7 separate regions of the Mus musculus genome follow, and regions 1, 2, 4, 5, 6 and 7 are each linked to region 3. A link is a contact called in public promoter capture Hi-C data. All regions are on one chromosome and are shown on one strand. The core of a region is the stretch at or near the end of the contact, and the rest is flanking DNA. Distances in the headings are between cores, read along the strand shown. Region 1 holds the start of Aldh1b1 (aldehyde dehydrogenase 1 family, member B1). Region 2 has its middle 6.8 kb from the start of Gm12409. Region 3 holds the start of Grhpr (glyoxylate reductase/hydroxypyruvate reductase). Region 4 holds the start of Igfbpl1 (insulin-like growth factor binding protein-like 1). Region 5 holds the start of Tdrd7 (tudor domain containing 7). Region 6 holds the start of Gne (glucosamine (UDP-N-acetyl)-2-epimerase/N-acetylmannosamine kinase). Region 7 overlaps Rnf38 (ring finger protein 38).

Region 1 (3,728 bases), core at 65-2,564, 820 kb before region 3:
ATCCTTGACCTCCACCCCCACCCCCACCCCCACTCCCATCCCAGGCCCTTTCAACCCTCTGTCCCAAGTGCAGAGAAAGAAAAAAAAAACCTAATCCACGAAAGCAAGGATCCCACCAGGTCCTTAGCCATACAGAAATCAATGCTGACCAGAAAAAAGCCCTCCCAGGGGAACCTGAGCCAGCAGGCCCATCAAGGACATCTGCTTTGTCCTTGTAACCAAAAGACCAGGATCTCTCTCTCTCTCTCTCTCTCTCTCTCTCTCTCTCTCTCTGTGTGTGTGTGTGTGTGTGTGTGTGTGTGTGTGTGTGTGTGTGAAATTGCTCTTAGGTCACACCAAGGCTCTGCTGCTCAGAATCTTCACAGGGTCCAAGTGGTTGCTTTCATTTTGCACATAGAAAAGTCTCTGGTCCGGCTGGAGAGCTGGCTAAGCAGTTAAGAGCACTGACTGCTCTTCCAGAGGTTCGAAGTTCAATTCCCAGCAACCACATGGTGGCTCAAAACCACCTGTAATGAGATCTGACGCCCTCTTCTGGTGTGTCTGAAGTCAGCTACAGTGAACTCACATAAATGAAATGAATAAATCTTGAAAGAAAGAAAGGAAGGAAGAAAGGAAGAAAAGAAGGAAGGGAGAGAGGGAGAGAGAGAGAGGAAAAGAAAAGAAAGAAAAGAAAAGAAAAGAAAAGAAAAGACAAAGCTCTGGTCACAGGTTATCCAGCTTTACAGTTTGCGGTTCATCTTCTCACTGTAAATTCAGCAGCCTCCCTCCCTGTCCCCGTCAGGTTGAGTAGAACAGATTTTGATGGCTACTCTAGAGGGAACCACAGATGTTCAGGGACACTACTCTCTCATCTTTGGATTTGGATTCCCAAAGGCCTAGCTTTGTGGTTCCTCCCAATATCAGATACTCATGTCCACCGAGTGAAAGGCCTGAAGTCAGAACCCCGGAACACACACTTAGACCTAGCCTGTCCACTATGGCCAGTGGCTCTAGCCCCAGATGGGAACCAAGATGAGAAGGTTTGGGTGGTTCTGTGTTCTCCCAGCCCATCCAGTGTCTCCCCGATAGGAAGCGGCGTGGAAAGAACCCAGCAGTGCACCCGGAAGAGACCTGCCATTCGGGGACCGTAGCGTGCCCCAGTGCGGAGGGAGGGCGGCGGTAGCTACCTGCGGTGGTCTGGGGCTCAGGCTCCGAATCGCGCTCAGGCTCAAATTCTAGTATCAGCGTTCTCCGGTCAGTTCAGCAGCCGTGCGGACCCGCCTCGCTCAGCCGCTAGCCAGCCAATGTGGTTCCGTCACCAGCTAAGCTCCGCCTGCTCCCGGCACCGCCCACCACTGAGGGATCTCGGCTCAACACCCTGATTTCCCCTAGCCTAATCTTAGGTCCAGCATCAGGCACCTTCCAGAGGATTCTGATTTGGCTTCTTTGGAGCAGGCATCTCAAGTCTGAGAGCCTAAGGACACTCCTTTGACAATCAAAAGAGGGACCCAGAGAGAGGTGGGGTTTTCCTAGGATCACATGCCCGGCTCTATCCTGGGACCCCTCCTTAAATATCAACCATTGACAGACCTTGTTGATAGAGTGCCGCGGATCAGCATTCCTGAGCCTGTTTTACTAAGACAGTACTGAAAATTCTTGTTCCAAAATCGTGAGCAGATCGGATACATTCCAAACAAAATGGGCTATGTTGTTTATAAAGTCTACATTGACCATTGGTCTCTGCTTTTGAGCTGAGGGTGGACAGTTGGGCCAAGACCCTGGGGTTGGGGTTGTAGGAACTGAAGATTTTTAAAATAACATGCATTTTAAAAAAACAGCCTAAAATGCAGTCAGAAAGACAGTGGAAGTGAGTTACACGGGGATTAGGCTGGCTGCCATATTGTGTGAAGAATCCTGGCGGTGTTAAGTAGCTAGTTACAGATTAGTGGATTTGAAGGACACCACTCTCATAACCAATGGCTTATAGGATTGAATCTGAAATCGCAGGACTTTATTACTGGTCAAAGGAGTGTGATCTTGTCATAGCTCTTATCCTGGGTAGAGATATAACATGCTGTACTGTCTTGGGTGGAGGTGTCATTAATAGATAACTATCTAAACAACCCTCAGCAAGATTATTGCCTCCCTTCAAGCTTTCTGGTAAAAAAAAACAAGACATACCATTCTTCCTTACTTTAAGAGTGAATCCAAATAGACCTGTCCATCACCCAGACAGAAAACATTCCTTAGAAACAGCTACCTGCTCTAGAAAAAGCCCACTCACAAATGGTCAGCACAGTGGCAGTGGTCTCTGACCTCTGTCTGCTCTCACGTGGTCCCTTTGGCTATTGTGCAATCCCCTACTGCTGGGTGATAAATTCTACCTACCCTCCACCTACACTCTGAGCGTCTCTTCTAGACCTTTCCATGGAAGTCACAGAACTAGGGAGTCACTAAGAAAGGCTGGCACAAGATCCAGGTGACTGAAAAATCTGGAGTATTCTCCCTTTAGAACTCAAGGAACAAAATATGTACACCAAGTCTCTGAAAGTCCAGATCAGGCAGGGTCTGTGGAGTGCCAGAGGGCAAAGCCAGACCAGTGTGTGGGAGGTTATGGGGCACCCCAAGAAAAACATCCTGGCAGAGCATAGTAGGAACTGGGCATGTAGCTCGCCCAGTACTTGTGAAGTTTGAATACAATCCCCGGTGAGGAGACAAAACCCAGAAATGCCCCCCCCACTCCCCGCCCAGGGAGCTCCACTCAGTTAGAGCTGAACCCTTAACGATGCAGCAGAGGAGGAGTTTAAGGCGGTAAGTGTTACTATTTGCTCTTTATCTAAGTGAGTGAGACACGCCACACGCACAGGAAAAGGACCAAATATACCCAAGTGTGGATATGGGCTTCTCAAGGAAGAGTCTGGCTTAGTTAGGTGTCTTTACTATGGCTCTAGATAGATGGGTGGATAGATAGATAGATGATAGATAGATAGATAGATAGATAGATAGATAGATAGATAGTGACTCTGGTTTCTAAGTTACCTTGTTCAAAATATATAATTTACAAGAAGGCAAAAAGACTAAGCAAAGTTTTAAAATTACGTTTTTTAGGGTTTGTTGTTGTTTTGGGGGTTGTTTTTTTTTTTTTAGTTTAAAATATGAGCTGGTCTACATATTGACCTTGACCTGAAGCCTGTCCCTGTAACTGAAGCTGTCAGGTGGTTTTACAAGAGGCATTGCTCAGAGTTAGAGATGAGAAGGGTATGCTCACAGCTCCGCTCAAGGCCATGGACATCCCGGCCCTGCAGAGTTCTTGGTTGTTTTGAACATCCTGTTTAAGAGTGTCCAGGAAAACAGGCACCTCTTCTGTGGGCAGTCTGGCTTTTGTCAGGTTGTGTCTTGACTCTCGGCCAGCCCGCCTGCAGACTAGATCCCAGGGGGAGCGGCTTCTGCCTCTTCCCATCACTCTCCCTTAACTTCCCATCTTTCTCCCCTTCCCCACACACAACCAGACAAAACAGAGCTGGCTAAGGACTGTGAGGGCTGCCTTGAAAGGTGGATGCTCTCCACACTGGAGGAGAATAAGGAGTCACAGACATCCCTACCGATAGGCATTAATTCCCCAGAATCCTACAGGAGGGACCATCAAATGATGATCAGCTAGGCAAGGGGCTCCCAACTCAGCTGAGGGTCAGAATTGCGTCAGGAAATGGAGCATTTGTCATCCCCCAAGCTTTCCTTCAGGGATCCAA
Region 2 (3,687 bases), core at 840-3,339, 790 kb before region 3:
GAGGCTCTGGATTACCAAGAAGGTTCATTCTGGCTCACGGTTTTGTCCCGTGACAAATAGAGTTGGCTCTATTATGTTGGCAGCATAGAACGTAGTGGTAGAAGCCTGCTCACCTGGAACCCAGGAAGAAAAGCAAAAACAAAACAAAACAAAACAAAACTAGAAAGACAGGACCTGTGATGTAGTTTGGCAACTAAAGGTTCTTGCCTCTAAGCCTGATGACCCAGGTTCTGTCCTCAGAAGCAGGATAGTAGAGGGAGAGAATACAAACCCTGTAATTTCCCCATGTGTGCTGTGGAATGTCCCTGTCGTTGCACCAAACCCTCTCCTGTCTCCTGGTATTCCTTCAATGGCCCAATAAGGCAAGTATTGTTATTACAACTACATAATCTGCTGTTATGGTTCTGATCTTGACTGTCCCCTCAAAGGCCAGCATGCTGAAGGCATAGTCAGTCCCCAGGCTGTGGCCCTTCTGTCTTTGCCTTCCAAACATGAATTTGCAGGTACGAGCCACTACATCTGCTCTTCCGTTTTAGACAGGTGACCTACTTTCACCTCTAAGTTGATGACCCATGCTTTCTGACAGCAATAGGAAACAAGCATACATACCATCTCTGCTGAAGGTCCCCTTTCCTAGACTAGGAGGATTTTATAAGGTACCTGAGGGGCAATGGGCTAGAGATACCCTTGAACTGGTGCCAAGGAGGCTGATAGAGCATGCAAGCTCTCAGGAGTGTGCACACGAGGTCGCTTCTGACCCTTCTGGCTGAGAGGAAGCCCAGTGATCCTGTCCCCACCCCAGAAAAAGAGCCCCTTCACAATGTCACCATGAGACAGCTGCCTGTGTTGAGCCTGCTATCTTCATTCTCTGTTGAGCGTGTACCCTAATCCAGGAGCATAAGCCTGGACACACACACCCTTTCTCAAGGAAAACCCCAGAAGCTTTGCCCTGCACATAACCAGAAACTCTTATTTTGAATCGGACATAATTTTGAGCATGCCAGTTTGTTTTATTTGTGGCTGCATTCCAACAACGTCCACCGGAGGGCGCTGGGTCTATGTTTATAAGGGGCTCTGAACACAAAGCTGGGCATCCTCGGGCCTCCCAAACACTTAAGCAAACAGGACAAAGACTTCTGTACACACAGGAGCTCACACCCAGGCACTGGGGACACAGACTCCCAGACCCAGAGCACCCACTTCCACATAAGTCTGCACATCTCTCTATGTGCATAGACACCCTAGAACATATGCAGACAAATGTATGCATGAACACAGTCAGGTACAGCACACATTCACAACTGTGAATAGTACACACACACACACACACACACACACACACACACCAGCCCAGATTTATACATAGCCAATTACCTATTGGCAGACAATCACAGCCACGTGTAAAATGTCATAAACACACATTCAGATGCAGAGATGCGATTATGCACGGGAAGAGCCGCAGACAGACACGCATGTCTAAATAGCAACACACCCAGCCAGGTAAGGACTCCTTGCCCAGGCCTTTGTTATCTCACTTTGGTGGAAAATGCAGTCCCTCGAGGGCATGGCTAATGTTGTGCTGTTTTCTAAGAAAAACAATGGAAATGTCAACTTCTTAATCCCAACGGAAACTGTACTATTCGTTAAATGTTAATGAAGGGCATTTTTGAGGACAAGCTGTCTCTTAAAAGGAAGGATAGCCCTGCTCTGACAAGGAGGAAACCCCAGCTACAGTTCTACAAACACCTTATTAACATATGGAAAGCTCCGAGACGCTCTAAAGCGCCTTTGGTTCCTACAAAGAATTTCTGAAGCAAATTCAACAGAAAAACATGGATGGGGGAGAAATGGCGTAAAGTTGAAGAACAAAAAAATCCAAACAAACCCCTCTTTCTTAGGGGTGATAAAGAAAGGTGGAGATGACTGTCAGGTGGCCAGGTCTGGAAATTTGCCTTTGTAAAAACAAAATGGTTAAAGGAAGGAAAATGTGAAAGGCAAGAGGAAAAAGGGCCCATAAAGACAGCTGCTTCCATGAAGCGGCAGAGCTAAGAACACACAACCAGGAAAGCACAGCCCTTGGGGCCACCCAGTCCTGCTGTGCAGCTCAGAGGGCGGGGTCTCTGGTGCAGGGGAGGTCAGGGGTAGGTGGGGACTGACCGGGCAGTGTCTCCCAGACGTAAGCTGCCCACTGCTGCATCTTTTCCACAGACCCCCTCAAGAGGTAGGATACAGGGACCTGGGGTCTGGCTCAGGAGACACAGATCTATGCAACCCCTATGTTGAGTGGCACTGGCAGCTCCCTGGACCCTGGTCTTCTCATGTGTGCCTCGAGAAAATGCCCTCTCTAACCACTTAATGTCCTCCTCTTCCGGACACTTGCTCACATAAGCTTCCATCTCGCGTCTCGCTGTCTCCTGTGACCAGAATCATTGAAAGTGGCTCTGTGAGTGCATTTAACCAAGTGCTGGCTGCAGCCTGCAGCCCATCGGCTCCATCCCACTGAACAATAGCTCAGGAAGAGATAAAAGGCATTCATCAGACAGCCAGGCCCAATTATCATGTCACACTGAATGAATGTATTTTAAAATCTTTTCTGACAAGAAAATGTTCCAAGTAGGTACCTTCAAATTAGCTGGAAAATCCAGAAAATTTGCTATTAGACCTTTTTTTTAAGAATCTTTATTCCCCCCTACTGTTCCGAAGGAATTCCTTGGGTGTTAATAATTCCTTCTAAGAGTCTGCCCCTGTGCCTCCCGCTGGGACTGGAATATTCTAACTGCCTGCCCCACTCCCCAGAAGCCACTACAGGGACAATGTAAACTGTGGCTCTGGTGTGAATCACTTGTCCATCAGCTACCTTCAAGTGTCAGGTGCAATTCAGTTCTGTTCTGCCAGCACTCCCAGACCTCTGTTTATCGTCCATTAGCCCTGCCAGAGTGGAGTCCACCCGGGTGACCTTGAAGGGAGACCTCCACCTAAGGCCACATTTTCAAACAGCAAGTTGATTTTGAAACCAAATCTGACTGCTTATCTGTGTGACCTTGAACAAGTGACTTCACTTCTGAGTCCCTTTTTTTTTTTTTTTGCTTTACCTCTAAAAGTCAGGAGATGTCACCAAATTCCTGACACACTACACTGTAGTGAGGAGGGACCTTTTCCTGGAGACGCAGAGGCTTTCCCTCTGGCCCACAGTGTGATCAGGACTGGCATGTCAGGCTGGTTTTGTGGCTGGGGGGTGTGAGTTCCTCACAGCACATAACTATTCATCTTTATTACTAGAATCCTGTAGCAGGTGGCTCTCTGGGCTGAGAGGAGAGTTCTCTGTCCTAATGAGAAACTGCAGCTTGCAGGAGTTCAAGATTTGGAGAAGGGAGAACAGGTGCTCGGTGGGTGGGAAATTGAACTGTGGAGTCAGTTTGTAAATGAGAATAAAGTGGCTTGCTTCACCCCAACCCCTTCATGGTTTTTGCTTGCCTGCTCGATGTGGTGTTTGTTTGTTTTCACAACAAAGTCTCCTGTAGGCTGGCCTTGAGCTTACTATGCAGCCCAGGGTGACCTTGGCTTTTGATCTTGCATCATCGGACATGCCAAGCTTATGTGGCACTGGGGAACACAAACCCAAGGCGTTCGTGTTTGTCCGTGTGTTTGATGCCTGCTTGGCAAGCACCCGGCCCACTACACTGCAAC
Region 3 (3,676 bases), core at 884-3,383:
GAGTGAGAGTGTCTCTGCACCGAATCTGGCGGCCTTGGGTCTGAAGTGCTCTTTAAACTGCCACTGTATAATCCACAGAATGATGTTCACCCTATCCAGGAATGAGGCCTGGGGCCACAGCTGCGTGCACACTCCATGGGTATCCATCGGTGCTAGGCACAGACAGTGCTGGGCCCTCTGCCCTGCAGCACACAGGCCCAGAGAGATCTCAAGGTCACAAAACAAGGCTCTGGCACAGTAGAGAGGTTCAGAGCCCAGGATACCCTCCTCCACCCCCTACCCCATCCCCACTCCCACACAGGCAACACAAGGTCTTTGCCCTCTTGGAGCCTCCTGGAAACTTAAAAGCCAGATTGGGGACAACACGGGCCAGGTAGAGCTACTGTTGGGGACACCCTCAGAAGACAGGAAAATACATCAGATCAGCTCAAAGGCCGGCTGCAGAGAGCTGAAGTGCTTGCCCTGATAAGACCCTCCCCCGACCTCAGAACTTTGCTCAGGCTGACTCAGGACATACCTGCGGCATCCAGAAGTTTCTTGTCCACACGGTCAGAGAGGCGGCAGAGCAAGCCATGGGCCCCCACCACACCTTGCTCCAGATCCTTTCTGGGGATGGGGTCATCCGAATTCCACTGTTCCACCTCACAGCTGGAAGCAAAAGGCAGCCACTCAAAGGATGCAGGGAGCCTCCGAGGTCCTACAGCATGCACAGCTAGCAAACATGGCCTTCCACCTGCTATGGCCTTAGGCTAGCCTTTGTTAAGGTCATTCGTGGGGAGCCTCAGAACTGTCTGGAGTGTAGTTGAGGAGGGGGTGAAGTGCTGCCAAAGTGGGGAACACTGACAAGAGCTGAAGGCTCCTCTGGTCACGGGAGCACTTGAGTGTGCTTCCTTAGTAGCCTCAAATGTGAGGTGCTCCTCCAAACCCTTCCGTTGCACTCAGAGCAGTCCAGGTGTGTGCACACAGGAGACACTGGACAGTGGCTGGCAGGTCCCCAGGTCCATCTGTCTCTGCTCCTCAGCACCAAAAGTACCAACAAAACAAGTCCTTGGGAAAAACTGTACTGTGCTAGAAAAAATTTCGAAACAAGTCACAGTCCCCAAACCATCAGAATTTAATCCCAGCATTCAAAACGCAGAGGCAGACGGATCTCTATAAGTTCAAGGGCAGCCTGATCTACAAAGCCAGTTCCCGGACAGGCAGGGCTGCTACACAGAGAAATCCTGTCTTGAAAAAAAAAAATCAGGAAACAAACAAACAAAAACTGACTGCCGAGCACTCTCACCTCCTCCCAAACTGGCATGGTAACACAAAGCCGGCAGGACAAAGTGACCCGCCTGCAGCGGATGAGGACTAAGCATAAGGGCCAGGCCTGCCACCTGGAGCTGAGTGACCCCAGGGCAAGGTACAACAAGCCCATCCAGACTGTTTTCAAGTGATGCAGAAATTCTAAAGCTGACTTCACAGTCTGTGTTCACAGCTCCTGGCAAGGCTACCCACTAAACAAGGTTCAATAGGAAGAGAACAGTCATCAAATGGCCCCATCGAGTATCCAAGGAGGCAAGCCAATGACTGTCATAGTCCCTGAACACTACTTCTGCCTGCCAGCTAACCCTCAGTGGGTAAAATTCACAGCCTGCACCTTGCCCCATAGGCAATCTCACTTCACTGAAACATGGAGACCAATAGCCTGGGGCCCGGAGCAAGCTGCCTCCCGGAGAACTACGGCCCCAAACTCCAAGCCAGCCCCTTGGGGACACAGCTGGCAACACCTGAGCAAAGTCCCCATGCGCCAGAGCCACCCTCTCGGGTCCTGGCTCCGCTTCGCCTGCCTGCCAGGCACCCGGCTCTTGAGAGGTGGCCCCCAGCCCTGGGACAGCTCTGGAAGCCCTAGCGGCGTGTCTCCATGGGTGCAGGGGTGTTTGAGGTTAGGTGGACAGGACAGCGTGCCAGGGGCACGGCTGCAGCCCCCGTACCGACGCGGGCGCTTACTCTGCGGCCTGGGCGAGCGCAGCCCTGCCCTCGGCAGGCAACGGGCCAGTGACGAACACCTTCATGAGTCGCGCCGGTTTCATAAGACCCGCAGCAGCAAACACGTACCAGGCTGGCCTTGCAGGAGACGACGGAAGTGTGGGCGGGGCCGGCGTTAGGGGCGGGGCCGGCGCTGGGGGCGGGGCCGAGCCCGGGACCTCTATGGTCTGGTATAGCTGTGGCTGTAGCTTTGGAGACCAAGTGTCCCGGATAGAGGCTCTGTGTTAGTGTGGGTTGAGTGTAGGACTTGGAGAGCCTTCTTTGGTGTGTGTGCTTTCAAGAGTAACATGGCCTCGAGACTGTCAAACACCACTAGGAGCCTGGAGTGAGGGGCATTATGAGGAGGGACCTGTGAGAGAGACCTCTCTGACTATGCTGTCGGTATTGGCAAAGGAGAAAGCCCTGTGAGGCCTATCTTAGCCAAACTATCCCAGAGGCTTCTGGTTAAACACACGGAATTCTAAGCCGAGCCTGACCTGCATGCTGAGGGAGGAGACTGAGGGAGAGGGTCTGAGTCCAGACATTATAGCTTTAATACTTAGAATGATTCCTTACTGGGACTTTACAATTGTGATGATATTTTAGCCCATCACGGGCCACCCAGGCGAGCTAGACACAAGTGCTAACTGTCTGGAAGCAGTTCCTGAGCAAGCAGGGACCAGGTATGCTGAGCCACGGGTAGATCCAGGGTTTGCAGGTAGATGGGACTGAGTCTGGATCTTGGCTTTAACCCTTTCCAGTTGTTTGACCTTTAACCCTAATCTGCATTCCCACCCCTGTTTCTTCAGGCACATCGTGAGGTTAGCATTTCCTTTGAAGGTTGTTTTCACTACTGAACAGGGGTGCTTAGCCTGAGGGTGGCAGAGCTCAAGCTGCAATGCCCAGATGCCTGGGGCTAAATGCCCGATTCACCACCGTGAGCAATTATTAAACGTTGTGTGCCTCCATGTCTTCCTTATCTGTCCCATGGGGATTGTAGTAATGCTTGCCTTGGCTTGTTGAGAGATGAAGTATGTACTGTGCTTATAATAGAGACTAAGGCAGGCATGGCGATTATGCTTATAATCCGGCATTCAAGAGGTAGAGGCAGGACTGTTCAAGGCCAGCCCAGACTTTACGGCAAATGATGCAGATCCTGAAGGCGGTTTAGGACTAGCTCAGGGCCCCAGGCCTGTCCTTCAGCTCTGCAACCTCACTTCAGTCCAAGGGCTGCTCAGTGACTTGGTCTCTGGTCTGGAAGGGCGCCAAGGACAACACAGTGTACTCTTCACTGATTTTATGGGGACCCATGAGGACTCTAGTACAACACACACGCAGTGTTGACAGATGTCAACTGGGCCATTTGGGATGTTTATTTATTTATTTATTTATTTATTTGAAACACATAGTCCCCACCAGCCTCCAGCTAGCAGGAGATGGCCTTGAACTTGCCGGAATTACATGTACCTAGCACACTTCCTGTTCCTATCTGGGTCCAGGCCAAGGCTTTGCACAACCCTTCCCGTCCTAAGTAATACATTAATGTCTCCCCTACTGACCCGTTTGCTAGGTCACTGAGGGGAAAGGAAAGGTCCTGAAATTTGTCAAACATTGACACAAGGTGTTTTCGTGTCCCCAGGCCAGGCCTGCTGGGCTCGGCTCAGCT
Region 4 (3,482 bases), core at 349-2,848, 850 kb before region 3:
CAGCCAGACCCTGTCTTTAAACACACTTTACCAGCTATGTCATAGGTGTGTTGTGGTAGATATTTAATCTCAAATCGGGGTTTCTATCCCACCTTAGGTCATTCGGTTTCCAGATAAAAGACATGCAACTTTTATATTTTAATAAACCTTAGTCAGCACTAGAGCTGGGTAGATATCTACCCACCATGTTATTATGTCTACTTCCGTATCAATAACCCCGAGTTATAACTTGCTATGTTCATCTGAGCTGCTCTTAACTCCAATTGCCCAGCCTCATGGCCATGTTTTCATGACTCACTTGCCTACCACATGCCATCTCTCTTTTCTGCACCTTCTCCCCTCTCCTCCTTGTGGTTTCTCCTCAGACCCCAAGCCTGGGGAAACCAATCACTCACTGCCCATCTTTCTTCTGCCCAGTTATAGACAATAGGCATCTTTATTCGCCAATCAGGGATAACTTGGTGGGTAAGGTTACATAGCATCACTTGTATACATGCAACCAGGCCCTGGGGTGTGTGTGTGTAGTAGTAGTAGTATTTAGCATTACAATACATAGCAAAAGACCAAACCTCAATATGGGTGTCCTGAGATTTGTGCTCTGGGACCCTGTCCCAACATTCTTAGTAGCCAAAGGTCAGAACACAAGTGGTTAATTTCCATTTGTGTATCTAAATAATATGCAGAGTGTAACAATCAAGACTGGTCCACACAAAGTCCAAAATACATCACTGTATCTAGCCACCTCAAGGCCCTGTCAACTATAAGATGCATGGATTTATGCAGCATTAAGAAATATCCATGAGGCGCTGGAGTCTTGGTGCAGTGCTTAAGAGCACCGGATTCCTCTTCCAGGGGACCTGGGTTCAATTCTTAGCACCCATAAAGCAGTTCACAAGGGAATCTGACACCTTCTTACCAGTGCACTTAAATTAAATGAAAAAAAATTTTGAAAGAGAGAAAGAAAGACCCGTGAGAGCACATAGCCTTTTCACCTGTGCACCCATTGCTTGAAAGAGAGTCGGGTTCCAGAGATGATAAAAGGTGGGAAACTGGAAATTCTGTAAGTAGAAAAGACCAAGTGCAAAATCATACGTGCACTCGGGCAGTGGATGTTTTATATGAGGGGACTGGGCTATGTGCTCACACATGCTTGTACAGGCAGAGAAGATGCCTGAAAACACACCCAAGAACCCAATAGCCAGAGCAGCCACTGGAAATGGGACTGGGGAACTGAGTATTCGATCTGGGAAAGAAATCCATCTATCCATTTATAAAATCTGGCATCTTAAACTAGAGATTCCCTTTCCTAAACAAAACAAGAAAGAGAGCAAAGTAAAATAAGGCGTCCTGGTGGGAAGACTGAGAGTCATTACATTTTAAGGCCGAGACAAGTTGCCGTTTGGACCACGCTGAGTCTCCCCCAGCGCTCAATCGGAGGTGGCAGAGCTGTTCTGGAGACTTCTCTGCAGTTCAGTGAGCCAGTAGGGCCGCGCAGCGCTGGTCCCGGGCCGAGGGGCGCCCCGCGGTGCGGGCCGGGCCAATCAGCGGGCGCGGGGCGGGCGCGGTGGCTTTGCACGCACCGAGCGCTAAGAGGAGCAGAGGCGCTGCTGCCGTCCGTCTGGGAGCCGGCCATGCCGCGTCTGCCGCTGCTGCTCCTGCTCCTGCCATCACTGGCCCGGGGTCTCGGGCTCCGCGACGCGGGTAGACGACACCCCGAGTGCAGCCCGTGCCAGCAGGATCGCTGCCCTGCGCCCTCGCCTTGCCCAGCGCCCTGGATCTCCGCGCGCGACGAGTGCGGCTGCTGCGCGCGCTGCCTGGGCGCCGAGGGCGCGAGTTGCGGGGGACCCGTGGGCTCACGCTGTGGCCCTGGCCTGGTGTGTGCGAGTCGCGCCTCGGGGACGGCGCCCGAGGGCACCGGGCTTTGCGTGTGCGCGCAACGCGGCGCCGTCTGCGGCTCTGACGGCCGCTCCTACTCCAGCATCTGCGCGCTACGTCTGCGCGCCCGACATGCACCCCGCGCGCACCATGGCCACCTGCACAAGGCTCGCGATGGGCCCTGCGAGTTCGGTGAGTGGGGTTTGACCTAGAAAGACCCAGGCAAATGGGAAGAGCGGGACCCCAATGCTCTTGGGTGTGGGACAGAGAATTTCATTGTACAAAAGTGGACAACACAGCCTGGGCCTCAGTTTCCCCTTCAGGAGCAGTGTTTCGCGTCTTTCTACAGCCTGCTTGCTACCTTACCCACTGCGTGCAGACTTCAGCCCTAGAACAAACAGGAATGTGAATGCTTAAGAACCTGTTATTATAGTTACTTGAAAATGGGTCCAGGTGGATAGGTTGAATGGAGGAAGGAAGGTGAGGATTCCCAGAGTGCAGGGGTCCCACACAGGATTCAAGAAGCACCAAGACAGAGCATCAGAATCCTGGCTATCCAGTGAGTCTCAGACCAAGGGCTTCGAGGAGCTTCCAGCCACAAAGGGCAAGACCTTTGGAAACGTGAGCTCTGAAAAGATTGTGGGACCAGAGATGCTGATCCAGTCTAAAGGGCACGTAATCTGAAGGGTCCTGCTTTAAGGAAATCAATAGAAAACTACCAACTGCTAGGGATGTCAAAGGTTAACTGGTTTTTAACACCACATTGTAAGTGCCCCTAGTGCCCTAACTGATCACTGTCCTGTGTCAAAAAAGAAAGAAAGAAAGAAAGAAAGAAAGAAAGAAAGAAAGAAAGAAAGAAAGAAAGAAAGAAAGAAAGAAAGAAAACCCAAAACAGCAGTGTCTATGGATGTCCAGAGAAGCTAGCCTACTTTGCCTGTGTGTGGGGTTTGACTTGGTCAGGAGCTCTGAGAGAACAGTGTTTGTTTCATCTGGATAGGGTAGTGGGGAACTCGGCGTGGTAAGTGTTCCATGTTTCGGGCTTCTGGAGATTTCTGGCCTGAGCTGGGAGAGGATGTCTAAGCCAGATGCCCAAGGTAACACTTCAAGAAAGATACCTGGGGGCTCCTCTTCCAGCTTGCCTCCTCTCCCTCCAAACATCTCATGGACGCGTGCTCACGTCCAGGATTCTGGTGGACCGCTGGCCATGGGGCAGGAAGTCTACTAGACACAGTGAGGGGCTGAAGCAGGCTGGGTGACACGGAAAAGTCACTATGGCTCTTTCCCAGTCCAGGCTCCAGTGGGGGACAGTGCTGGCTGGGGGTACTACTGGGTAGCTCCTGGCTTCTCCAGTGACACTGAGCCAGGTCTATTTCCCTGCCCAGCCACAGCAGCTCCAGGGGAGCCACTGTGGTGCCCACTCTGCTTGGAATGCTGTGTCTGCCCGGTGCACCGACAGAGTCCCATCTTTCCCCCTCGTAGCTCTGTCACTGTTTTTACAATCTGCCTCCTCAGCAGTTGGTTCTCACGCAGCTCCCTTTGTCTGAGACAGGTAGCACTAATGGCACACAGGACACAGAAGAAATGCTGACCAGGCTCCCCAAAGCTTC
Region 5 (3,531 bases), core at 188-2,687, 990 kb before region 3:
GCTCACCCAGCCAGTCTCATGTGGCGCATTTAAAAGGGTATTAGCAGGGATTACATTCCACTTTCAATCCACAGGGACTAAAATCTTAAGGCACTGCCAAGTGCTGCCTCACTGTCTTAGCAAAGAGAAAATCTACCAAAGAGAAGGGCTGAGGAGCTGCGGGCTCTATGGCCAGCACAGTCCTTTGCATGTAACTGAAGCTCGCCTACGTCAGCTGAGTCTACACTATATGCTAACTTATCCTAAAAATTTGCGTGTCCCTGTCATCAAAAACCTTGAAATCCCAACCTGTAAAATATGGGCAGTTTGGGTAAATAGAAAGCCTCTTTAGAAGATTATTATTATGAGCCAAAGACTTATCTTGTCTTGAGAACACTTCAAAGGGTCAGTTAGCTATTCCCATTCGGTTCTTGAGCAGACTTAGAGACCAGAGGTGCAATTGATTCCCGACCTTACATTTAAGCTTTAGAAGCTCAGATTCCAATACATTATCTGCAAAGGCCGCACTGTAGAATGCCACATTTTCATCCACATCATGGAGGTCGGGAAGAGACAGGGATTTAGTTCTAAATTACACTTCTGCCACTAAAGGCGTTTCTAGTTCCAAGAACACTTCTCTGCAAACGTCCACCTGCAGAGCATAGGTGGGCACCACCAACACGAATCGTGGTTTTCTCGGTTAGTTTGTGGTGTTGGTATCAGAATCCTTTGGGGTTGGGCTTTAACATCTATACACACCTCTCTTCCCTGCTCCCCAAGATGACTGGGTAGTGGTAGCCCTGGATATTGACAGAAATGTACCCTCAAGCGGACAGGAGCAGAAAGGCTGTCAGCTCCCACTTGACTTCCAAGACAACTTCTCCGTGAATGCTTGTTTCCTCCCCAGCGCTCACGGTTGACAGGAACGGCTACGTGTAGGTCCTGTGTGATGTGCGCGGCCTGCACCGGCCGGTCTCGAGGGCGGAGGCCGCCGCAGTGTGGCCCGCGGGGCTGGCACAACTGCGCAGAGCTCGGGTACCGCTGCCCAGCACGGGCGGCCGAGGCCGGTTGCTCCTGACCGGGAGCTACTTCCTGCTCAGAGCTGCGCGCCTCCCACGCCCCCCTCTGCAGCTCCTGCTGCACCGCGACCGGCTGGGTGGACGTCCCGGGGCGTCACGCACGACGCTCTGGAACCCCGCCACGGCGGGGACCAGGCCCGGGCCTGAGGCGCCGCGCCCAGCCGCTGTCCTGCCCGTGCCCTGCCGTCCCGCAGCCCGCCCCGCGTCGCCCGCACCTGTCGCGCCCCGACCGAGCTCACCTCGTCCCGGGGACCCGCGGCCCAAGCCCGCGCCTCTGGGCCCGGCTCCCTCCGCTCCCTCCGCCAGGGCGGCCGCCGCCCACTTTCGGTTTCCCCGCACGGCCTGAGCCGTGGCTTGGGAATCACCTAAAGCCCCGCCCTCTGGGCCACGCCCCGTCGCACCACGCCCCGCCCCTTCGCCGGCCGGCTTAGCTCTGCGCAGACGCAGGCGCTCCGGCCACGGCTGCCCACTTCGAGGTCCGCGTGTGAGAAGGGAAACCGACGCCGCCTAGCGGTTTCTGCGCGTGCGCACGCCGTCCTGACGCTCGGGGTGTGGATTTATTTCTCTTTCCACAAAGTTCGTTCTCTTCAGCATCTCAATACTTCTTTTCATCTTCTAGACAGTCTGTCTTTAGCTGTCTTCTAGGTCACTCTTTGGAGGAGGGGGACTATATTAAAATGCTTTGCCACATACCCTTCACGCGTGTGTAACAACGCTGCTTTCATCCACTGCTCTAAAACTAAAGCTGTTTGAGGGCAGAGATCCTAGAACACTGCCCAGTATATAATAAGCATAAAATAAATACTTATCAAATTCTTTAATTCATTCAAAACACGTTGAATAGCTGCTATTTATTCACTCCACGGTAATTCCACTAACATTTATTTAATGCTGGATTGCTTTAACCCGTTGTGAAAACTTGGCATCATTCTGTATATTTTTGCTGAAAGCCTGCTGCTGCTTACTCAATCAGCAATTTTTTTTAACAGTTTGAGGTACACTTGCCATACTATAAGCTGCACGATTCAAATGTACACTTTCATGTGTTTGGTATGCATACAACAGAGAAACAATCACAGATAGTAACATGAGGAACATAGCCACACCCTCAAAGTTCTCTCTCTTTCTATAATGTTTGCCTCATTCCCTACCGTTTAGTCCTGTAAGTGCCCACTTACTTACTATAGAGCTCTTGCTTTTTCTGGAGTTTTATATAAATATAATTATTTCATATGTATTGTCATTAAGGGGGAGGATCTGGCTTTCTTCACTCATCAGAATTCTATTGAGACTCTTCTGTGTCGTTGCATACACTAGTACTTTATAACCTTGGCTCCCTGAGTTTCCACTCCCTGGTATTGACCCAAGAGAAAGGAAAGGGCTTATTCATCACAGACCCGTACAAGGATGTTTAAATCAGCCTTGCTTGCAATACTTAAAGACACAGAGATAGCATAAACATCCTTCAGTGGGTGAGCAGACAATTAACTGTTACAGACTCAATACCTGCTGACAAATAGCAACAGTGTATAGGGCCTATAAACCTTGTGCTTAAGGAACTTTGCATTCATTGGGAAGCTGCAGTAGGCGATGAATAGACTGGAAGGAGATCGTGAAAAGCCGGATATCCTGTGCTCAGTAGGTTCTGTCTTAAGGCTTTGACCAGGGGTGTTCTTTGAACACTGTTCTCTTTCATAATCTCACATCTGGTCCCTGCCTAAAGCTGCCGAAGTGTCTCTGAAACAGAATTCTCTACATTGCCTTGATTCTATTTCAGTCTGTTTCAGATGTCTTTCTCCCTGCCCTGTCCGCTAAACTAAACATGACAGTGGCTTCCAGAGACCTAGAATAAAGCCAGCTCTTTATTTGGACTCTGTAATAATACTCTGACATGCCCTGGCTCCACATTCTGATGGAGGGAAGGGTAAAAACAGCATCAGTGAACTGAGAGGATGGCTGTGGGGATAGGGAATTAGGCAATACTGAATTCTGTATATAAAATAAATCATGAAACAATGTGCATGAACCCTAAGTCTGAGGTCCTTTATGCTTATAGATATGTCCCCCCCTTTGCTGTATCCGATATACAAAGAAAAGTCATGTGCTGCAGCTAGTTTTCCATAACCAGCTTTATTTACGAATAGTTGCCACAAGCAAATATTTTTAAGTACGGCAGTCTGATGAGTTTTAACAAATGTATCCAGTTGCGCAACAACCATCACAATCAAGATGCATAACTAGTTTTATTTGTAGAAGTTCCCTGAGCCTTCTACCTAGCCCTGTTCCCTCCCTCTTCCCACCACTCCTGGCAGCTGGGTGAGAGTTCAGTCCCCTCAGCTTTGTTTTCTCAGGAGCACCATATGTAGGGAACCGCAGGATGTGCAGCCTTTGTGCCTGGGTTTTCACTTAGTGTAATGCGTTCGTGACTCATTCCTGTTGAGCTTATCAATAGTTACTTCCTGTTGATGGCTGT
Region 6 (3,599 bases), core at 429-2,928, 910 kb after region 3:
TGAAATGTGTTGGAAATTGACGTGTTATCAGAGCATTCATGAATGGTGACCTGGTCAACTTACAAATCGATGGTTGCTGATCTCAGACAGAAAGGTAGACAATGTCACCTCAGTGTACAAAACCACTCATTGTCTGTCCTTTCATGATGGGATGACCCTTGCAGGATCCAACATGGCTACACTAATACCATGCAAACCAGAGCTTCATCCTTGACTGAGATAGACCACAAGCTGTAAAAGTCTGATGGGGTCCACATTTAGCTTATAGCAAGAACCCCCAATGGAAGCTGAGGCAGGAGGACTGACGTGGCTTGAGACCAGTCTGGGCTACACAGTCAATCCCGTGCCAGTTTCAGCTAGGTACAGTGTAAGATCCTGTCTCAAAAAAAAAAAAAAAAAAACAACCTAAAAAAGTAGATCTGAAAGTTTCACTTGTGACTTTTTGTTGTTGTTTGAGACACAGGTGCAGCTGTGCTGTTCAGAATACTGTCTAGCTTCTCATTCTCTTGCACCTAGCTGTGGGAAATGTCACCCATGTCAGGAGGTTCACCACGATCTCTAACTTCAGCTCCAGGGTATCTGTTACCCTCTTCTGGACTTTGACATGTGCACTCTAATGTGTACACATCCTCTGCCCCACCCCCCTACCCCATATACATGATAAAAATAAGCTAAAATAAAATCTTAAAAACAAAACAAAACCAACCTTCATCAGGAGCTAGCAGCACAGGCCGCTCCCCACCTTCCTGGGTCTTGGATCTGCAATTAGTCTAGCAGATATTCTTGAGATGTCTGTGTACCTCAATCTATCAGACTATTGAAACTATGGCCTCAAAAAACCCTGAAATTTTCCCCAAGAATCTCATACTCAGAGAAGGAAAAGACCGAATGCTGGTGCTGAAAAGAGACTTCACACGGGACTGACAATTTGTGACTGCCACTTTGCTGGGGAAGTTAGAGTCCAGACAGTGACAGGTGGGCTACAGCTTGCCCTGGACCTCTTAGATGTGCACATCTCGAACTCTATATATTTTAACCTAAAATCTGAGGTCCCAAAATGGATCCAGGGGATATGTCTTTGGATATCTTTGTCCCTCTTCCCAACATGGCCACATTGAATTAACCTCCGTTTTTTTGCTTTTTTTTTTTTTTTTTACTAGTAACTCTGTTCTCATTAACTTATGGAGAACAGGTGACAGAATTTGGCTTCAAGGGGAAAAACTGTGAGGCCCAAATTTGGTAATAGAATTGCCTAGATCCCTGGAGTGACAGATAACTCAGAGCTGACTAGCATGTGTATTGTCACGCTGCACTCAGCCAGAGCCTCGTGGCAGGGGTGGCAAAGCTTAAATTCCAGGGTGCACTCTAGGACTACCGACACTGAGTTGCCTTGGAGTTTGGTCCACGAGATGGCACTCAGCTTGGGTGCAAAGCTAAAACAACCATCTCGTGGGAGAACTCGGGCTTAACTGTGGGCTCTGCCAGAGGAGAGAACACCCTCAGGCGAGAATAAGGGTCAGCAAACCGAGTGGATGCCACTACCAGAGGCGACACGACAGCGGAAGGTGCGCCACACGACTGACCAACAGAAATACGCCAAGGAGGGGCTGGGACCCGGTGCAGGCGGAGCCGGAGCGATCGACCGTTCGGCGCTCCGCGGGAGCCGGGGTGTGCGTTGCGAATGCAGGAGCAATGGCTGGGGCTGGGTCGAGCGCCGAGTCGTCGAGCGGCGCCGGGTAGCGGAAGCCACCGGGTGCGCTTGCCGGGGCCTGCCCTGTGGACCCGCTGGACGCGAGCCTGCCAAGTGCCGAGGTGGCGCCGGAGGGAACTAACCCGGCGGAGGCCACGAGTCAGTCGGTGACTCACGAGCATCGTGCCAGGCTCCGGCACCTCTGCTGCAGCTGTGGGCCTCGCGCTGGGCGTCCGGGTTCTACGCAGCAGGGCGCCTCTCCCGCCCGGTGCGTTGCTCCGGCGTGGGATCCCGGAGCTGTCAGACTCAGCGTGCGGGTGAATGGGGACCGGGGCTTGCAGAGGTAGGCCTGGCCAGGGTCCAGCCCATCCGTGCACGCAGCAGGCGGCACGGCCCTGGGTCCCTGGGCAGAGACGTGAGATAGCTGCGGGGGCCCAGCACTGCCTAGGTGGGGAGAGGGTTTGCACCGAGGGACTTCTTGGAGGCTTGCCCAACTCTGACTGTCTGGACACTCGGTGTCCTTGGAAATTTGATAGACGTTTATATCCGTCCTTGAACAGGCTTGTAAAATTGTTAGAGGAAAGAATAGATCGGCTTTGCACCTCGATAGGAGGGGTGTGGCGGCGGGGAATGGTTTCACAGTAAAGATAATGGTTTAGCCCGACTGTAGGGGCTCTGGAAGGAACATCAAACTGAATTATTATAGCTGGGCAGCAGGGTTCTGAGAACTCTGTACAGCCCTTCCCTTTTTATTGCGGTGAGTTCCATCCGCTCTGAGTGAAAGAAAGGAGTGTCTCAAGTTCTCCGGAAAGGTTTGCACCCGTGGATGTTTGTGGAATATACACACAAGGTAGAGGGTGTGTGCGGCAGTGACCTGCGTGTAGGAAGGTCATCTAGACTTGGCTTTGAATTGAAGTTCTATCAGTCATTAACTAACTGTGATTTAGATCAAGTGGATTTTTTTTTCTACACCTCAGTGTCCCTGTCTGTATAGTAGAGAAAATGAGGATGGAATAACGTGTCTAACGCCGTGTTAGCCCACTGCTGGAGGAAGCACTTAGCAAACGTTTACTTTACTGTTGTTTCTCTGCTGGTGACTGCTTGCACAAGTGTGCTTATACTTTCTCGTGGTTGGGACATTCACTTATCCTTTTGCAGCATTTATAAAAGCACAATTGAGTTGAATGTAGTTTGTGAGCATTGCCATTTCTCGGAGCCAGGGAGATTGCTGCTGCTGCTGCTGCTGCTGCTGCTGGTGTAACGCTTCAAACTTGACTTGAGTTTGGGTGCTCCAAACCCAGTAAAACCGGTCCTATAATTCGAGCAGCTGTAATAACAGCAATCCGGAAGCCTTGGGTTTTTTTGTTTTTTGTTTTTGTTTTGTTTTGTTTGTTTTTGTTTTTGTTTTTAGAGAGCCTGTCTCCAACAAGGTGAAAGAAACGTAGGGGAGAGCTGGTGAGGTTGTTCTGTGTGTGAGACAGGCATAGAATTGATAGATGACTCAAAGGCAGAGAAAGTGAAGTAAAAAGCTCTATTGAAGCAAGCTGACAGCTCCTGGTGGGATGGGATGGGCCCCCGGACTTGGAAGTTCTGGCAGGTGGACTCTGGGTTGGGCATTTTATAAGACCCCATTTCCCTAATTGTCTGGTCCTCCGGCCCAAGGGTGGCCTTTCCTTTCTGCTTGTTTTTGTTTGTTTGGGTGTTTGCTGTTGTGTTCCTGTCACTCATACCAGATCTTACAGAAGCGTGCCCCTGTGCTCCTTGTCTGTCTGAACCCCATTCCTGACTCTCCAGTGGCCTGATGCTGGAACTTGCCCTCTGGCCTCCGCTTTTACCCATGCAGCCAGCCATTTCACTGGCTCCCGTGTTATTCGTTTGCATTTTGCAATGTTTGGGACCTCAGACTTTT
Region 7 (3,684 bases), core at 259-2,758, 800 kb after region 3:
TAAGGAACCAATTTCAGCACCCCCAAAATTGTATTAAGGCAGCTTCTTAAGGACGTGTGCTGGTCATGTATCTTGAAGCCCCTTGATTATACCTTAATAGAGAAAGCTTGATTAGCTTAAAACATCAATTTGAAAAAATTTGAGCAGTATTGATCCATTAAAAAAAAATAGCAGTTAAAAGTAAGATGGATCCCTTGTCTGAAATGATTAGGACTGGAAATGACTCAGACTTTAGAATATTTCACAGATTTCCTTCTTGGACATAGTTAATCTGAAATTAGAACACTCTAAATGTTGTTTACCTTTTATTTTTAGTGTGTGTGTACATGTATGTGTGTGTGCATGCGCACCCAGATGTCTTTATCAAGTAAGCAATTTTGCTTTCAGCCCCTCTAAAAGTTTTGAGTACCTCAGAGCCCGGCCCTTGGGAAGCTAAGGCAGGAGGACTGGGAACTGGGCAGACAGCCTGTGCTAGTGAGCCTGTGCCTCAGGAAGCTAAGCAAAGAGGGTGTAACGTGGGCGTGAGCACAGAGAAAGGGAAGGGCCCCCCTCTATTGGACAGAGTCTCATGTGACCTAGGTTGGTGGTCAGTTCCTGAGCATTCTCAAGTCAGCCTCTCAAGTGCACGAATTAAAGAGTGTCTCCTGCTACCCAAATAGAGGCTACACTTTTAGTAGAATTAGTATCATAAATTATTAATCTGTTCTAAAGCGTCAAAGGGAATAATGTATAGTTAATATAGGACCATGAGCCAAAACATGTTTGCTATTATGGTACGTGCTTTGTGTTAATGGTTAGCGGCTCATAACTAACTCCCCAAGGCATGTCATAGGAAATTCTAATTTTGTCTCTGACTTCGAGCTGGCCATAAAGGAGAGTTTTGACCTACTTTATTGATACAAGTGGCAAGGGCCTTCATTCTCCAAATCTACGAGGAAGAGCATCCTTAAGAATTTGGAGAAAGTTTTCAACTAGCAGTAGTTCTCCAGATATACTTCACTGGCTACAGCATTGCTGCTGTGCAAATTAAGACGACTAGAGATCTGAGCAACCAGACGTAGACCTAATGATGTTAGGGTATGGTTGCCCATGCTTCAGTCATCCCACACAGTGATATCGATGAGAGAATCCAGTGGCCAGGCTTGGAGTACTTCCAAACAGAACATTTTTGTAGAGAGTTCACCCAGAGAGGGTAGGGAAGCTCTGTGTCCCTTGCCTCAGCCTATCATCTCTTTGTCCATATTCTTTGAAATATTCTTTATGATTCGAAGCTAAGCATGTTCTCTGAGTTCTGTAAGCCAATCAAGCAAAAGTGATCATACCTGGGAGTGGGTTGTGGGCAACACATTGTGTAGCTTGGTATTGAGAAGCACAGGTCTCAAGTTGAGGCTCGTGCCAGCCAGCATCTGACGTGGGAAGTTGTGCAAACCTAAGGCCAGCCTGCTTTACAGAGTGCAGTCTGTGCCAGCCAGGGCTGCATAATAAACTCTGTTTCAAAACAAGTCAGAGAGCTCTTCAAGTGCCAAACAAATAACAAGCTGTGTGAGGAAGGGTTCCAGGTTGGGGCTGAGCCCTAAGCCCGTGCGTGGGATCTGGCACTGTCCAGGGAGACAGAGAGAGCTGAGGTGAAGTACCGGTGGGCTGCCACAGCATGGCTTATTTGTTGGTAGGGAAAGAGCCTGAACTTTTCTGTGATTCTGAGATTGGAGAAAAACAAGTACCTTGCCCCCTTACTCAGCCGCAATATTTAAGCCAAAAACTGTTAAAACAGTAAAAAGGAAATGATAAAAGCCCAGGGAAAAAGTGTACTGATGCTGTAGGAGGGTTACCACTGCAGGCTAGTGTGCTGGCCAGCAGTATAGTCTGTTAAATACATTGCCTCAGAGGCTTTTTATAATAAGTTCTATTATTCCTTACAATGTTGCTACAATGGCTAAACAGTCTTCTCAGGTCACACTCAGTCTCTCACAAGGTCACACCCGCTGCTCCGTCCTCATTAGGAATCCTGATCAAGTAGGATGGGCTTTTTCCATGTCCATGCAAGGTGTTGGCGAAATTCATTCCCTCAGCTTGCGACTGAGGATCTGACTGACCTCTTACACTCATCCAGCCAGCAATGCTGTCATGTGATCACAGTGTGCCTCTCTGCTAACCAGAAGACCCTCTCTAGACAGCTCAGAGGAGTATTATATAATTTAACATAGTTGTAGGAATGAATGACATCACCTCATTTTTACCATGTTCTTCTAGCTAGAAGTTAGTCACAGGTTCCTAGTGTACTCCAGTAGGAGGGGATTCCACAAGAGCGGGGACTAGTTAGTGACCACCTCAGGGTATGCACGTAGTTGAAGGGGGAAAAATGAGATGGAGAATTTGAATAATACAGTTAGCAAGCTGATATTAATTAGTACCTATAATGTTTAACATGTTTTAAAATTTTAGCAACAACTTTATTGAGAGGTAATTCATGTGGCATAAAACATAACACTTTAAAATATATGTATGTGTGTGTTTAGTGTCTTTGTTTTGAATTACACTTATCATTTTTCCATGTGTGTGTGTACATGTACACATACCATGATGGAGGTCAGATGACAACTTTCAGGCATAAATTATCTCGTTTTATCACGTGGGTCCAAGAACCAAACTAAGATTGTCAGACTTGCTGGTAAGTCCTTTACCCACAGAGTCATCGAGCTGGCCTGCTTTTTAGGATTTTCAAAACAGTGTACAACTAGATCTTCACCATCTAATTTTAGAACATCCTCAAACTCTAACACATCCCCTCCCCGCCCTCCCCTCCATCCATTAACAAACAAACAAACTTAGGGTCTTAGTTAGGGTTTTACTGCTGTGAACAGACACCATGACTAAGGCAAGACAACATTTTCATTGGAGCTGGCTTACAGGTTCAGAGGTTCAGTTCATTATCATCAAGGTGGGAGCATGGCAGCATCCAGGCAGGCATGGTGCAGGAGGAGCTGAGAGTTCTACATCTTCATCTGAAGGCTGCTAGCAGAACACTGGCTTTCAGGCAGCTAGGATTCAAGTCTTAAAGCCAACACCCACGGTGACACACCTATTCCAACAGGGCCACACCTTCTAATTGTGCCACTTCCTGGGCTAAGCATATACAAACCATCACAAAACCCAAATCCATGATCTGTAGCAGTTACCTGTTATTCATTTCCTCAGTTCCTAGCAACTCTGCAGGGAAGTGTTTTGTTTTCTGGGGTCCTGTGGATAGAAGCCAGGCTTATGTGAATACTAGCCAAGCCTCTTTCAGTATTACATGGATTTTATATAGTATGTAACCTTTTATGTCTGGCTTTTCTCACTCGCATGATCCTTTCAAGATGCAGACTGCAGCATAAATGAGTACTGTATATTGTTTAATGGGCGAATAATATTTGCTTGCACAGATATAATGCATTTTATTTGCTCATCAGTTGGTAGACATTAGGATTGTTTCAATTTTGTAATTATTATGATAATGATGCTGTGAACATTTGCATGTATTTGTTTCTTGGTCACATGATAGATTTTGTTTAACCTTTTCAGGAACTAACATTTTTCCAAAGGGCTATATCCTTTATATTCCCACCAGCAGTGTATGAGGGTTCACATTTTCCTACTTTCACGACACATGTTTAGATTGTGGTTTTGTTTTTGTTTTTGTTTTTG

Evidence for each region. Promoter capture Hi-C pulls out the DNA fragments that hold promoters and counts their contacts. Capture Hi-C pulls out chosen DNA fragments and counts their contacts.
Region 1: a contact with region 3 is called in a promoter capture Hi-C map of liver, with 4 times the contacts expected there. The contact joins the promoter of Aldh1b1 here to the promoter of Grhpr in region 3. A contact is called at or near these places in 4 of 39 promoter capture datasets (the C10 cell line, embryonic stem cells, pre-B cells and 1 more), 3 of 115 datasets of contacts at active chromatin or transcription factors (T-cell acute lymphoblastic leukemia, embryonic stem cells and large pre-B cells) and 2 of 9 other capture datasets (embryonic tail and liver).
Region 2: a promoter capture Hi-C map of embryonic stem cells shows a contact between it and region 3, with 6 times the contacts expected there. The contact joins the enhancer-like site here to the promoter of Grhpr in region 3. A contact is called at or near these places in 7 of 39 promoter capture datasets (the C10 cell line, embryonic stem cells, hippocampal neurons and 3 more), 2 of 115 datasets of contacts at active chromatin or transcription factors (embryonic midbrain and embryonic stem cells) and 1 of 9 other capture datasets (embryonic stem cells).
Region 4: a contact with region 3 is called in a promoter capture Hi-C map of liver, with 5 times the contacts expected there. The contact joins the promoter of Igfbpl1 here to the promoter of Grhpr in region 3. A contact is called at or near these places in 6 of 39 promoter capture datasets (the C10 cell line, hippocampal neurons, liver and 2 more), 1 of 15 datasets of contacts at CTCF or cohesin (embryonic stem cells), 1 of 115 datasets of contacts at active chromatin or transcription factors (astrocytes) and 1 of 9 other capture datasets (embryonic tail).
Region 5: a contact with region 3 is called in a promoter capture Hi-C map of liver, with 2.6 times the contacts expected there. The contact joins the promoter of Tdrd7 here to the promoter of Grhpr in region 3. A contact is called at or near these places in 4 of 39 promoter capture datasets (the 3T3-L1 cell line, frontonasal cranial neural crest, hematopoietic stem and progenitor cells and 1 more) and 1 of 115 datasets of contacts at active chromatin or transcription factors (astrocytes).
Region 6: a promoter capture Hi-C map of pancreatic islet shows a contact between it and region 3. The contact joins the promoter of Gne here to the promoter of Grhpr in region 3. A contact is called at or near these places in 3 of 39 promoter capture datasets (hippocampal neurons and liver) and 1 of 9 other capture datasets (pancreatic islet).
Region 7: a promoter capture Hi-C map of liver shows a contact between it and region 3, with 2.7 times the contacts expected there. The contact joins the enhancer-like site here to the promoter of Grhpr in region 3. A contact is called at or near these places in 6 of 39 promoter capture datasets (the 3T3-L1 cell line, the HPC-7 cell line, HPC-7-derived erythroid cells and 3 more) and 2 of 115 datasets of contacts at active chromatin or transcription factors (astrocytes and large pre-B cells).

What each region holds. Positions count from the first base shown.
Region 1 is chr4:45,796,608-45,800,335 of GRCm38.p6, reverse strand. Aldh1b1 (aldehyde dehydrogenase 1 family, member B1) reads right to left here and starts at 1,314. Exons shown (of 2, transcript NM_028270.4): 1 at 1,167-1,314.
Region 2 is chr4:45,769,218-45,772,904 of GRCm38.p6, reverse strand. No RefSeq gene overlaps it. Among named protein-coding and RNA genes, the nearest start is that of Gm12409, 6.8 kb to the right of the region's middle. Within about 2 kb of position 2,089, at least 44 of the 459 cell types and tissues checked have an H3K27ac peak or open chromatin away from gene starts, as enhancers often do. A contact at or near this core is called in embryonic stem cells, where this site is marked.
Region 3 is chr4:44,979,851-44,983,526 of GRCm38.p6, reverse strand. Grhpr (glyoxylate reductase/hydroxypyruvate reductase) reads right to left here and starts at 2,133. Exons shown (of 9, transcript NM_080289.2): 1 at 1,993-2,133; 2 at 518-648. The coding sequence starts at 2,075.
Region 4 is chr4:45,824,943-45,828,424 of GRCm38.p6, reverse strand. It overlaps Igfbpl1 (insulin-like growth factor binding protein-like 1), which reads left to right and starts at 1,598. Exons shown (of 5, transcript NM_018741.2): 1 at 1,598-2,067. The coding sequence starts at 1,632. It also overlaps a transcript of Stra6l not described here.
Region 5 is chr4:45,970,203-45,973,733 of GRCm38.p6, reverse strand. Tdrd7 (tudor domain containing 7) reads right to left here and starts at 1,437. Exons shown (of 17, transcript NM_146142.2): 1 at 1,298-1,437.
Region 6 is chr4:44,070,796-44,074,394 of GRCm38.p6, reverse strand. It overlaps Gne (glucosamine (UDP-N-acetyl)-2-epimerase/N-acetylmannosamine kinase), which reads left to right and starts at 1,678. Exons shown (of 12, transcript NM_001190414.2): 1 at 1,678-2,033.
Region 7 is chr4:44,177,740-44,181,423 of GRCm38.p6, reverse strand. The region is part of intron 2 of Rnf38 (ring finger protein 38); the gene reads left to right. Among named protein-coding and RNA genes, the nearest start is that of Mir5106, 42 kb to the left of the region's middle. Within about 2 kb of position 1,508, at least 21 of the 459 cell types and tissues checked have an H3K27ac peak or open chromatin away from gene starts, as enhancers often do. A contact at or near this core is called in liver, where this site is marked.